Linked DNA regions of Mus musculus: region 2 is linked to region 1. The links are chromatin contacts, called in public Micro-C maps. All regions are on one chromosome and are shown on one strand. Each heading gives the region's core, a stretch centred on a gene start, on an enhancer-like site or on the middle of the called end of the contact. The rest is flanking DNA. Distances are from core to core; before and after follow the strand shown. Region 1 holds the start of Sec1 (secretory blood group 1). Region 2 holds the start of Syngr4 (synaptogyrin 4).

Region 1 (5,700 bases), core at 803-3,302:
GTCAAGGCTATTGCAATGTCTCCGTCAGCAGTGTGCACATGAGCCTTCAGAGATACTGTCAGCAGGATTATGGTAAGTGAGAGAGGAAAACAGGCCTGCCTTTTCCCCATCCTTCCACTTCCTTATTATAAATGGGAAAGGATGTTAGACCCTGAAGGACTGGTCTTCACCAGACAATGTTATCTGAGACAGAACAGCAGACAATGGTGGGAGACAGTGGGAGGAATCCCTGTTTCCTGTGTCTCCTGGTCCTCCATACTCTCACACTTGCTGTGCATCCTGTCCTTGAGCCTGACCTCTCTGAGAGCTGGAAGGAACGGAGGGATGGAGATGTAGAGAAGGCCCTGTCATATCCCTCCAGTCTCAGATCTGAGCCTTTGCCCCCCCCACCCCCACCCCTGCACAGCAGGGCCCAATACTGAGGCCCATGAGCTCAGCTCTCAGATACTCAGGGGTTGGGCCTAGCCAGAAAAGGATGGACCATTCCTGGTCACCGCTTTCTGTCCCAGAGCACAGGCTGCTTTGCCCCTAGGATCATCAACTGACTTCAGTGTCACCCGTCTTTGAGGTGGGGCTTCTCCTACTCACAGATCTGCCTTGCTAGCCAGCAACTAGCCCCGAGGTCTTCCTGGCCCTCCACACCACAGCACTGATTCACAGTAGCGTGACATCAGTCGAGTCTCAGGCCTTCCCACTCAATTCATTCTTTGGACCGCCAGTTTACCCCAGAGCCTTTCTGACAAGGCCCACCTCTCTGGAGGCTCCCACTCCTGGGAACCGGCTCACTGTGTAACACTAATGCTCTGGGCTTAGCTTAACATGCTGGTGCAAGCTCAAAACCTTCAGTTCTCAGGGGGCTGAGGCAGAGGGACGCCAGTGACTTCTGGATTGGCTTAGGCTACAGAGTAAGTTCTAGACCAGCGTCGACATTTTAGTGAGACCCTGGAATCTTGAGGCTACTGTTAATAGGAACATGACTCCAAGAGTCCCAGCCAGCATTATCTGACGTCCTTAGGATGCTCTCCCTGACTGATCTCTGGTGAGCATCCCTCTGGACCTCTGCCTCCCTCATCCTTCTTAATTTACTGCAACCCTAAAAACCCTGCTTCACATACTCTTCCTGATCCCATTTCTAGGCACGCACACACACACACCCAATTTCCCACCCTCCACCCCCATGTCCTGCAACTCACATGGCCCTTACAAGCACAATCTTGGATTTCTCCCCTCCCCCACTTCACATTCCACCAGCGTCCACCATCCTAAACCACAACATAACTCCTTCCCAACTTTGATCCTGGCCTCCCTTTAAACCAGTGGTTCTCAACCTTCCAAATGTGGTTCCTCCTGTTGTGGTGACCCTTTCAACCATAAAATTATTCCCGTTGCTACTTTATATCTGTAATGTTGCTACTGTTATGAATTGCAAACGAATTGCAACGTAAATACCTTTTTCCCAATGGTCCAAGGAGACCACTGTGAAAAAGATGGGTAGTCCCTCAAGGGGGTCACGACCCGCAAGCTGAGAACCACCAATCTAGGCCCTTGCCTGACCCTTCCCACCGCCACGTGACGGTGCCATCTTCATCAGGCCTGCCCTCCTCCGGGCTAGCCTCCCACTTGCCTGAGGTGGTGTCTTCCCTCAGTTCTGCACGCCCAGGTTTCAGCGTCGTCGTCGCAGCCGTCTGAGGCGGTGGGCCCCGAGTGGTGGCGGCTGGCCGTGCACGTGCTGGCTGTGTTCAAACAGCGTGCGTGGCCCGTGCGCCGCGGTGGCCAGGAGGCCTGGGTGCCACGTGCTGACCTAATCTGCGGCTGCCTGCGCCTGCGCCCTGGCGCTGACTACCTCCTGCTGGGCCGTGCTGCGCAGACCCACGACGACGACAACTATGACCCTGCGCGCCTCATCCTGAACCGCCACGGCCTCGCGCTGCCCTGGAGACCACGATGGGCCCGGCCGCTGCGGCGACTGCAGCAGAAGGAGCGCGGAGGTGCCTGCCGAGGCCTGCTGCCACCCACACGGAGCCCTGGGCCCAGGAACTAAAGTGAGCTACTAATGTAAGGTGTGAGTCCCCAGAGCCAATCAGAAGCTTCAGTGCCCGTGACGCCACTCCGCATGTGACGTTGCCTACGTTGGGACCGGAAGTGACTGCTTGGACCTGTGAGCCTTATAGGTTATTTGTCACAATAAAGGCTCATGTCTTGTGGAATTGTGTCTACAGATCACACACACACACACCCCATCCGTGTTGGGAGAGTCTTTCCAAGGCAACCGAAAAGGCCTTGATACACCAAGCTTAAGTTCTAAATAAATTACCTGGGAGAAAGTGGCCAGTGTACTTGGAAGTGAAAGGACTCCCGTGGAGTAACTGGGTTCTAGTAAGATTTGTGTTGCTTGATGATTAGCCAAAAGACAATAGACTAGGTATGGCTGGAAAAGGCAAGAAATTTGACAAAGGTGCCCGGTAGTCTCATATCCAGAAAGTTTGGCGTTTAAGATATTTTATTATTCTGATGGGCGAGGGGGAGGCTTCGACGACTATCATCTAATCTTGAAATATAGTCTAGATAGAGCCATGGTGGCCCAGTTCTCAGCACTTAGGAGGTGGGGGATCGGAAGTCCAGGGATTATTTAACAAGTGCAGTTTGAAGCTGAAACCTATTAATCGACATTAAGGCTTTGGAACAGGCCTGGCCCAGAGCAAGCACCCTATGAGTTTCCTGTTACTATTTGAATACCCAGAGGCCTCCCTTTCTCTGTGAGCACGCTGATGGGAAGATCTTGCTAGGATACAGAGGTAGTGGGCGTTGAGGGCAGGGGGAGAGGGTTAAGGAAGTTCACAGGGGTTGTGGGAACCACCCAAGCTGCGGGAGCTCCTCCCACCCAAGAGCCTGCGTGTAGAAGATGAAAGCCCAGAGCAGAGAGCCTTATGTGTTCCTTGTGACTCAAACTTTGTTTCTAGCAGCCGAAGCAAATTGGTGTGAAATCCACATCTGTACCACTTGCCGACCAGGCCCTTCCCTTCCCTCCCCTCCCCTCCTCACCCCTCCCCTCCCCTCCCCTCCCCTCCAGATGTCAGCCCTGCCTGTCCCTGCACAGTAATAGGGGTGGCACAGGTGGCCACCAGACCTCAAAGAAGACAAATTCTGTTCACCTCACCAGCTAGACAAATGACTTCATGGTGTGTGTGGGGGGGGGGGGCAGGGGGTGGGGGTGATCTCCTGAAGTCTTTATTTGTTCATGGTGTATGTGTGGGGGTGGGCGGAATCTCCTGAAGTCTGTATTTGTTCCAGTAGGAATTTGCCCACAAGGAAGGGGCAAGAAAGGCAACTCCAGATGAAGCGAAAGGTTTCTGGAAAGATCCAGAAACAGGCTGGGCTGGAGCTCAACTTGGTAGCGTTAGCGTGCATGTGGCTCTGGGTTTGGTCCCCCACAAGCCCACTGTAAACCAGGTATAGTGGTAAATGCCTATCAGCCCAGCATTGAAGAGCTACAAAGCAGGAGGACCAGAGGTTCATTTTTAGCTACATAATGAGTTAGATATAATAATGGGCTACCAGAGATCCTATCTCAAAAACAACAGCAAAAGTCCAGAGGCTAAAGGCCTAGTGTAGCAGAGAGATTCAAGCAAGGTCTGTTTTACTCCTGTAATCTCAGCACTTGGAAGGCTGGAGCAGAAAAGGCTGCAGTTGGAGCTGGAGGCTAGCCTGCACTATACAGGGAAACCTTGTCTCAAAACACTATTTTTCACTGTACTATATGGCTTAAGAAAACAAACACTTGGGCCACAGAGATGGTTCAGTGATTGACTGCTCTGACTGCTCTTCCAGAGGTCCTGAGTTCAAATCCCAGCAACCACATAATGTCTCACAATCATCTGTAATGGGATCCAATGCCCTCTTCAGGTGTGTCTGAAGACAGCTACGGTGTATTCATAGAAAACAAACAAATAAATCTTAAAAACAAAACAAAACAAAACAGAAGCCTGTGAAGACAGAGGCAGATACTGGAATTAGATGGCCACAAGTCAGGAGTCATGGGTATCCCCAAACTCTGGAAGAGGCAGGATGACTCTTACTAACACCACAGTGGGATCCTACCAACACCCTGATTTTCAATTTTAAATCCTAGAATGTCAAGTGGCCCACCCCTTTAATTTCAGTACCCCAGAGACAGAGGCAAGCAATCTCTGAGTTTTGGGTTTTGTTTTTGTTTTGTTTTGTTGGTTTGGTTTGGTTTGGTGGTTTGGTTTGGTTTTTGTTTTTTTTTTTTTTTTTTTCTTTCTTCCGAGACAGGGTTTCTCTGTTTAGCCCTGGCTGTCCCAGAACTCATTCTGTAGACCAGGCTGGCCTCGAACTCAGAGATTATGCTGGGCAGTGGTGGCGCATGCCTTTAATCCCAGCACTTGGGAGGCAGAGGCAGGCAAATTTCTGAGTTTGAGGCCAGCCTGGTCTACAGAGTGAGTTCCAGGACAGCCAGGGCTACACAGAGAAACCCTGTCTCGAAAAAAACAAAAAAAACAAAAACAAAAAACCAACAACCCAAAACTCAGAGATTGCTTGCCTCTGTCTCTGGGGTACTGAAATTAAAGGGGTGGGCCACTTCACATTCTAGAATTTAAAATTGAAAATTGCCGGGCGTGGTGGTGCACACCTTTGATCCCAGCACTCGGAAGGCAGAGGCAAGCAGATTTCTGAGTTCGAGGCCAGCCTGGTCTACAGAGTGAGTTCCAGGACAGCCAGGACAGAGAAACCCTGTCTCGAAAAAACAAAAGAACAAAACAAACAAACAAACAAACAAAAATTGAAAATCAGGGTGTTGGTAGGATCACACTATGGTGTTAATAAGAGTCATCCTGCCTCTTCCAGAATTTGGGGATACCCATGACTCCTGGCTTGTGGCTATCTAATTCCAGTATCTGCCTCTGTCTTCACAGGCTTCTGGGTTTTTTTTTTTGTTGTTGTTGTTGTTGTTTGTTTTGTTTGTTTGTTTAAGGTTTATTTGTTTGTTTCCTATGAATACACTGTAGCTGTCTTCAGACACCAGAAGAGGGCATCAGATTCCATTACAGATGGTTGTGAGCCACCATGTGGTTTCTGGGATTTGAACTCAGGACCTCTGGGAGAGCAGTCAGTGCTCTTACCCACTGAGCCATCTATCTCTCCCTCTCCCACCCTCCCACCCTCACCCCCACCCCTGGCTTCTGTCTTGAATCTTCCTGTCTTGGCTGTCAAGGGTAGTCATTCTTTGATGGAGGCCCATCCTAACAATGAAGAGTGACTTCATCTTAAATGATACCTCAGGGGCTGGTGAGATGGCTCAGTGGGTAAGAGCACCCGACTGCTCTTCCGAAGGTCCGGAATTCAAATCCCAGCAACCACATGGTGGCTCACAACCATCTGTAAGAAGATCTGACGCCCTCTTCTGGAGTGTCTGAAGACAGCTACAGTGTACTTACATATAATAAATAAATAAATCTTAAAAAAAAAATGATACCTCAGAACGGTGGCGCAGGATTGTCACCTCATCTACTCGGAACATAGAGGATAGAAACTTCAAGGCTTCCCTGAACTAGAATGAGATCAAGTTCTGTCTAACTTACACAGTGAGAATCTGCCAAAAGGAAAAGTTACAGGAGGTCTGGTGATGTACCTACTCTGTAGACTGCTAATCTAGAATTTCCTGGTCAGGCCCTGGGGATC
Region 2 (5,700 bases), core at 1,927-4,426, 200 kb after region 1:
AGTCCTGTCTGGACTCTGTTCGAGAGGACAGAGAGAAGACACTCTGGCCTGGGAACCCGAGGAAAGACTTTGGCGTTTAACCCATGGAGGAGGAGATGAATGCTGACTTCCTAGAGACTCTCTGTGAAGAACCAGGTCAGAGGGTTGCTCCTGCTCCCACAGCCCTATCTGATCTCACCATTGCCTCAGTTGTCAGTTCTGTTCAGGGGTAACAGCACAACTAGTACAGGCTGGCTGAGCATGGTAGCTCATACCTATAATCTCAGCACTCAGGGAGGCTCAAGCAGGAGGATCATTGTGAATCCAAGGCTCACTTGGGCTAGGCTACAAATTAAGACCCTGCCTCAAACAACAAAGACAAACAAAAGACAGCAGAGACATAAAGCAGGGTGTGCACTAGTTCAGTGGTTAGGGTCACTGTGAGTGGTGGTTTGGAGTTCAGTGGTTAGGGACACTGTGAGTGGTGGTTGGATGAGAATGACCCCCACAGGCTCAGGTGCTCAGGTTGTTGGTTTTGTTCTGTGTTTGTTTTGAGGCAGGGTCTTTCTGTGTATTTTTGGCTGCTTTGGAGCTTGCTATATAGACCAGGCAGGCTTCAAACTCAGGCAGATCCTTCTGCTTCTGCCTCTATAGTGCTAGGATTGAAGGTGTGTGGCACCACACCTTGACCAGGCTCATATATTTGAATGCTTGGTCCTCAGTTGGTGAAACTGTTTGGTAAAGATGAGGGGTGTGGCCTTTTGGAAGGAAGTGTGTCACTAGGGGTGAAGTTTTGAGTTTTCAAGTGCCCATGCTACCCCAGTTCTCTCTCTCTCTCTCTCTCTCTCTCTCTCTCTCTCTCTCTCTCTCTCTCTCTCTCTCTCTCTTCCTCTCTTCAACTTGCAGATAAGAGGTAAGTTCTCAGCCACTTCTCCAGCACCATGCTTGTCTGCCTGCTGCCTTGCTCCCTGCCATGATGGTCATGGACTCCCCCTTTGAAACGACAAGCAAGCCCCCAATTAAATGCCTTCGTTTCTGAGTTGCCTCGGTCATGGCATCTCTTCACAGCAATAGAAAAGAAACTAAGACTCACAACAGACTCCAACGCCAGTTCCAGGTGACCTGAGCCCCTATGGCCTCCACCACCACCTGCATGCCTGTGGCGCACATAAACTCATGAAGCCACATATATATGCTTCTAAAATCTTTAAAAGGAGAAGGAGGCAGTGTGGGTCGCAGCCCATAGACACAGATGGCCCTTGTACTGATGTTCAGAGAGAGGCAGTGGCTGGCTGGTTCTATTCCAAGGTTACATAGCACCAGTGGGCTGAATGGGGACTTTGCTCTCAGTGTCCAGATCCCTTGGGAAGATGGTAGTGATGCACAGAAAGCATCGGCATCACGCCTGGCACAGTGATGACTCACATCTGCTCCCTGAGTCTGGTGCTTGTGGTCCTCCCAGATCTATGCTTTTTTAAAAAAATAGATCTAGTCCCTGTTCACCCCTCCCCTACCTGAGAAATAGAAAATGGATGGGTCCTAGCATCTCCTAGAACCGAGTGGTGCTTCCCCCCTTTTGTGTTAACCTTAATGGATGCTGTCCCATGGAACTTCCTGGCATGGTGAAGTGGCCTGAATCTATGCTGTCCAACTGGAGACTCATAAGGCACCTTTGGCAACTAAGCCCCTGAAATATGGCCACCATGATTGCAGAGCAGCCCATTTGAATCCCATTTGATGAGTTGGAATTGGAGTAGCACCCGTGGCTTGTGGCTACTCCACTGGACAAGCAGTCTTCAAACACTGATGCCATTTATCAAAATTATGGGGTTTTTTGGGGGGGTGGCTTTACTTTTCTTCGCCTTTGAAAGGGTTCTTTTTCACTTTTTCCATTTTCTTACACTGTAACCCAGGCTGGCCTCAAACCTATGTCAATCCTCCTACCTCAGTCTTTTATGTGCTGGTGTGACAGATTTGAGAGGCCCTTTGAGGAGCCCCAGGTTTGAGGGGCTCTTTCTTGTGATGACTCGGTTGATGCTGACAGTGGCTAGTGACCAGATACTCAGTAAAAGGTGGCTTCAGTTTTGGGCTCCTGTCTGCTTCTCTCCCTCTCTGACCACACTGACCCCTTGCCCTCTTCCTGGATGTCGCCTGTGTCCTGACCCCTGGGGTCTCACCCCTCCGAAGATCCTTGAGATGCTCTTTGGTCTCCTCAGAAAGCGCACAGTCTCATTGTCTGCCAGGTCGTGGAGGCTTTCAGGGAGGTGCATAGTGGCTGCTCTTCTTTGGGTGTCCCGGGAGGTAGGGGCAGGGGTGTTGGGTGCTGCTTTCTGGGCACCACTTCCTGTGTGCCTCAGACCCACCTCAAGGCTCAGCTACTGCAAGAAAAGAGGAATGGGAATGTCAGAGTAAAAGTGCTGGGAGTGGGGAGTACTGGCCCTTCCTTTGTGGGGATGGATAGGCTGAGGGGCTGTTAGGAGCCCTAGGAACAGAGGGGGTGGGCTGAAGGGGCTGGCTGCTCCCGTTTTCAGTTGTCAGGAATATGGGGTGAGAAACTGCTGGGTGGTCTTAGGTGCTGGAGATGAGACATGATAGGGTATGTGGGAGGTTCTGGAAATGGGAGCACGGCTGGAAGGCTGCTTCGGGGTTCCAGAAGTTGGAAATGTAGGCTGATGGGCTATTGGAGGTTTCAGGTGCTGATAAGGGGCCAGAGGGTTCTGAGGGCCCTAGATTTTGGGAATACAGGATGAGGGTGATAAGGGGTGGCAGGTCTGCTGGGCCCTCAGAGTGGGGTCAATAGGGGGACTGTAGACTGGTCCTTGAGGGAATGCAGCTACCCTAGGTATAGAAGACCACGTAGAGCCCAGCAATATTTGAGGTGTTCCCTAACTTGGGTCATTTTCCGTAACACCAGGCTTGCTTAGGCTTCAGCTCTGTTTCAGGATGACATATTGTCTTAAGACTGAAGCCTCAGAAACCAGCTGCCACTCGGTATGAGAGTCATGGCAACCTCCTTAGACTAGGGGCTTCCCTTCTAAGGACCTGGGGGCGGAAGTGCTGAGACCCCAAGGGGACGCTGGCTGAAGAGAACCACCTCTTCTCCGAGGGCCGAGGACCTGCGTTCCTCTTCTGCCTGCCTGGCTTCCTCTCCTGGTCCCGGGAGCCACCTCTAGCCTCTTTTTGGTTCCTCTTTTTCCCGCCTTTTCTGTCCTCTACAGATGATTGGCTGCAGCCAAGTCCCGCCCCTTTCCTTTCCGCCTATCCGAACTGACTATGGAAAGGGCGTGGTCTCGGCGGACGTTGGGCGGGTCGCCGTTGGCCGGGCGCGCGCGAGGGCCCGACCCAGCTCCAAATAGCGGACCACACGTCTTCAGCGCGTGCGCATTACCTTTAAAAAAAAAAAAAAAAAAAAAAAAAAAAAAGGACTAGCGATGAGGCATGCGCAGTTGAGATAAAGGCTATTAAATGGTTTCAAGCGGCTCAGGCTGTGCGCATGCGCCTTACTGCTTGCTGAAGCCAATCCTCTGGGCCTAGGACCTCTTACTGCACATGCGCAGAAGGCTCAATGACAGTCGCGCGTTGGTTAAGGTGAGGGCAGGGTGGGGGATTGCATGGCCCAGGAAGGACGGCCCAGCACCCGCTATTAACTTTTCCTAGTTTTTCAACACTCCTGAGCTCCACCTCATTGTTTAAGCTTCTCAGAGACCATTTGTACCGCTTCAGGGTCCCTGGGCCTGCAAGATACTCCAAACTACGACCTCTGACCCTATTCCGGAGCCAACCTAAATGTGCAGTGTAGAAGGAACCGGAAAGGGATTAGAGGGAGGGAGACTGGCCAGGAACTGTCCCCGAAGGGAGGGGTGTGTGGAGGTACTACCTCCAACTGACCTTTGACATCCCCCTTCATTTGCTTATGTTTAGGCTCTGGGAAAGGGGGCAGGCCATGTTGCATGTGACCTGGGGGTCCAAGGTCCGACTATGGTCCCTGGTGCCTGCTCTCCTCGGGACTCCCCGAGCTCTGTCGTCCCTGGAGAACAGGATGGGGGTGTACCGCAAGATGTGGAACCCCAAGGAGCCCTGCGACTGGGCCCAGCAGTACCGCGAGCGCTTCATTCCATTCTCCAAGGAGCAGCTGCTCCGCCTCCTGATACAGGTACCGCCCATCAGTGGTCTAAGGACCTAGAGACTACAGTTTCCAGCCGACCTCGCGACTGCACCACTATACCTGCTTTTGAGGTCTGCGCTAGCGCCCTCCTGGGAGTGTAGTTTCTGGTCCCTTTGGCGTTCCTAGTGGGTTCGAGAAAGTTGGAATGCAGGGGCTAGAAAGAACTCCAAGATGAGATGCCTAAAGATCTCTGGACTTGGGCTTCTTCTGGGGCCTTGAACAGGCACACTGGGACATAAGTTTTTCCCTTGAAATAGATGTAACTATCATCCTCATAATTCCTTTCTAGTACATAATAAATTTGTATCTGCAAAGCCATAATGATAATTATTATCACACCTTGAGCTCTTTATTCCGTGGCACCGTGCTAAGTGTTTGTAATGTATAGAGCCATCAGAACAACCCTGTGAGAGGCCACCATTATCCCATTTTACAGGTTTAAAGGCAGTGACCCATCCAAAGCTACAGTGAGTGGCCCATGCTTGCTTGACTCTAGAGTGCGCCCCTTACTTCACCCCTGATCTATTCCATAGCTTGAGCTCTCAGCCCTCCATCACTGTCAGATGATCATTAGTATAATAGTGATTTACTGAACACCTGCTGTGTCTACCAAGTCCCGTGCTAGATTTTATGCCCACATGCATACGTACAAGCACAAACAATCTCATCAAAAACTCCCCCTAGTGGCTGGAGAGATGGCTCAGTGGTTAAGAGCACTGACTGCTCTTCCAGAGGACCTGAGTTCAATTCTCAGCAACCACATGATGGCTCACAACCATCTGTAATGGGATCCGATGCCTTCTTCTGGTGTGTCTGAAGTCAGCAACAATGTACTGATATAAATAAAAATAATTTAAAAAAATTCCTCTAGTCAGCCTGAGAAGATGGCTTACCAGTTAGAAGCATTTGTTACTCTTGCAGAGGACCCAGGATCTGCTTCTAGTACCCACATGATAACTCACAACCACCCATAGCTCTAGTTCCAGGGGATCAGCCAGTGCCGCCTTCTGACCATTGCTGGCACATATGTGGTGCACATACATGCAATCAAAACACACATATATGTAAACACGCGATAAATTAGATTCTCTCTGGAGTCAGATGAGCCCATCATGACCCTCAGAAATGGCTTCACTGAACCTCAGTTTCCTCTTTTGAAAAACTGAAGTTTTAATTCCATCCACCCCGTCCCTTCTTTGGAGGATGATGTTCTGCAAAGGAAGAGCGGCTGCCACAGAGCACATGTTCTGTGGATGTGCGGCTGCCACAGAGCAGGTGCCAAGCCTCTGCATCCTGTAGACTTCTCTTCCCCGTGCTATGCTGGGTCTGTATAATTGACCAAATCAGTTTTTAAGATTTATTTATTTATTTATTGTATGCATATGAGTACACCACCACTGCTCTCTTCAAACACACCAGAAGAGGGCACTGGAACCCATTATAGATGGTTGTGAGCCACCATGTGGTTGCTGGGAATTGAATTCAGGACCTCTGGAAGAACAGTTAGTGCTCTTAACCACCGAGCCATCTCTTCAGCCCGACCAAATCATTTTTTC

Evidence for each region. A called contact is a pair of places that touch in the nucleus more often than the background predicts.
Region 2: a Micro-C map of embryonic stem cells shows a contact between it and region 1, with 2.5 times the contacts expected there. The contact joins the promoter of Syngr4 here to the promoter of Sec1 in region 1. A contact is called at or near these places in 5 of 39 promoter capture datasets (the 3T3-L1 cell line, cranial neural crest, hematopoietic stem and progenitor cells and 2 more), 1 of 15 datasets of contacts at CTCF or cohesin (CD8 T cells), 3 of 484 Hi-C or Micro-C datasets (double positive thymocytes and embryonic stem cells), 5 of 115 datasets of contacts at active chromatin or transcription factors (the SCID.adh cell line, T-cell acute lymphoblastic leukemia, embryonic stem cells and 2 more) and 3 of 9 other capture datasets (adipose tissue, liver and pancreatic islet).

The regions. Positions count from the first base shown.
Region 1 is chr7:45,692,350-45,698,049 of GRCm38.p6, forward strand. It overlaps Sec1 (secretory blood group 1), which reads right to left and starts at 2,053. Exons shown (of 4, transcript NM_001271578.1): 1 at 1,625-2,053. Ntn5 (netrin 5) reads left to right here. Exons shown (of 7, transcript NM_001358870.1): 6 at 1-72; 7 at 1,647-2,207. The coding sequence ends at 2,041.
Region 2 is chr7:45,893,535-45,899,234 of GRCm38.p6, forward strand. It overlaps Syngr4 (synaptogyrin 4), which reads right to left and starts at 3,177. Exons shown (of 5, transcript NM_021482.2): 1 at 3,074-3,177; 2 at 2,157-2,357. The coding sequence starts at 2,249. Tmem143 (transmembrane protein 143) reads left to right here and starts at 3,535. Exons shown (of 8, transcript NM_144801.2): 1 at 3,535-3,567; 2 at 3,901-4,132. The coding sequence starts at 3,545.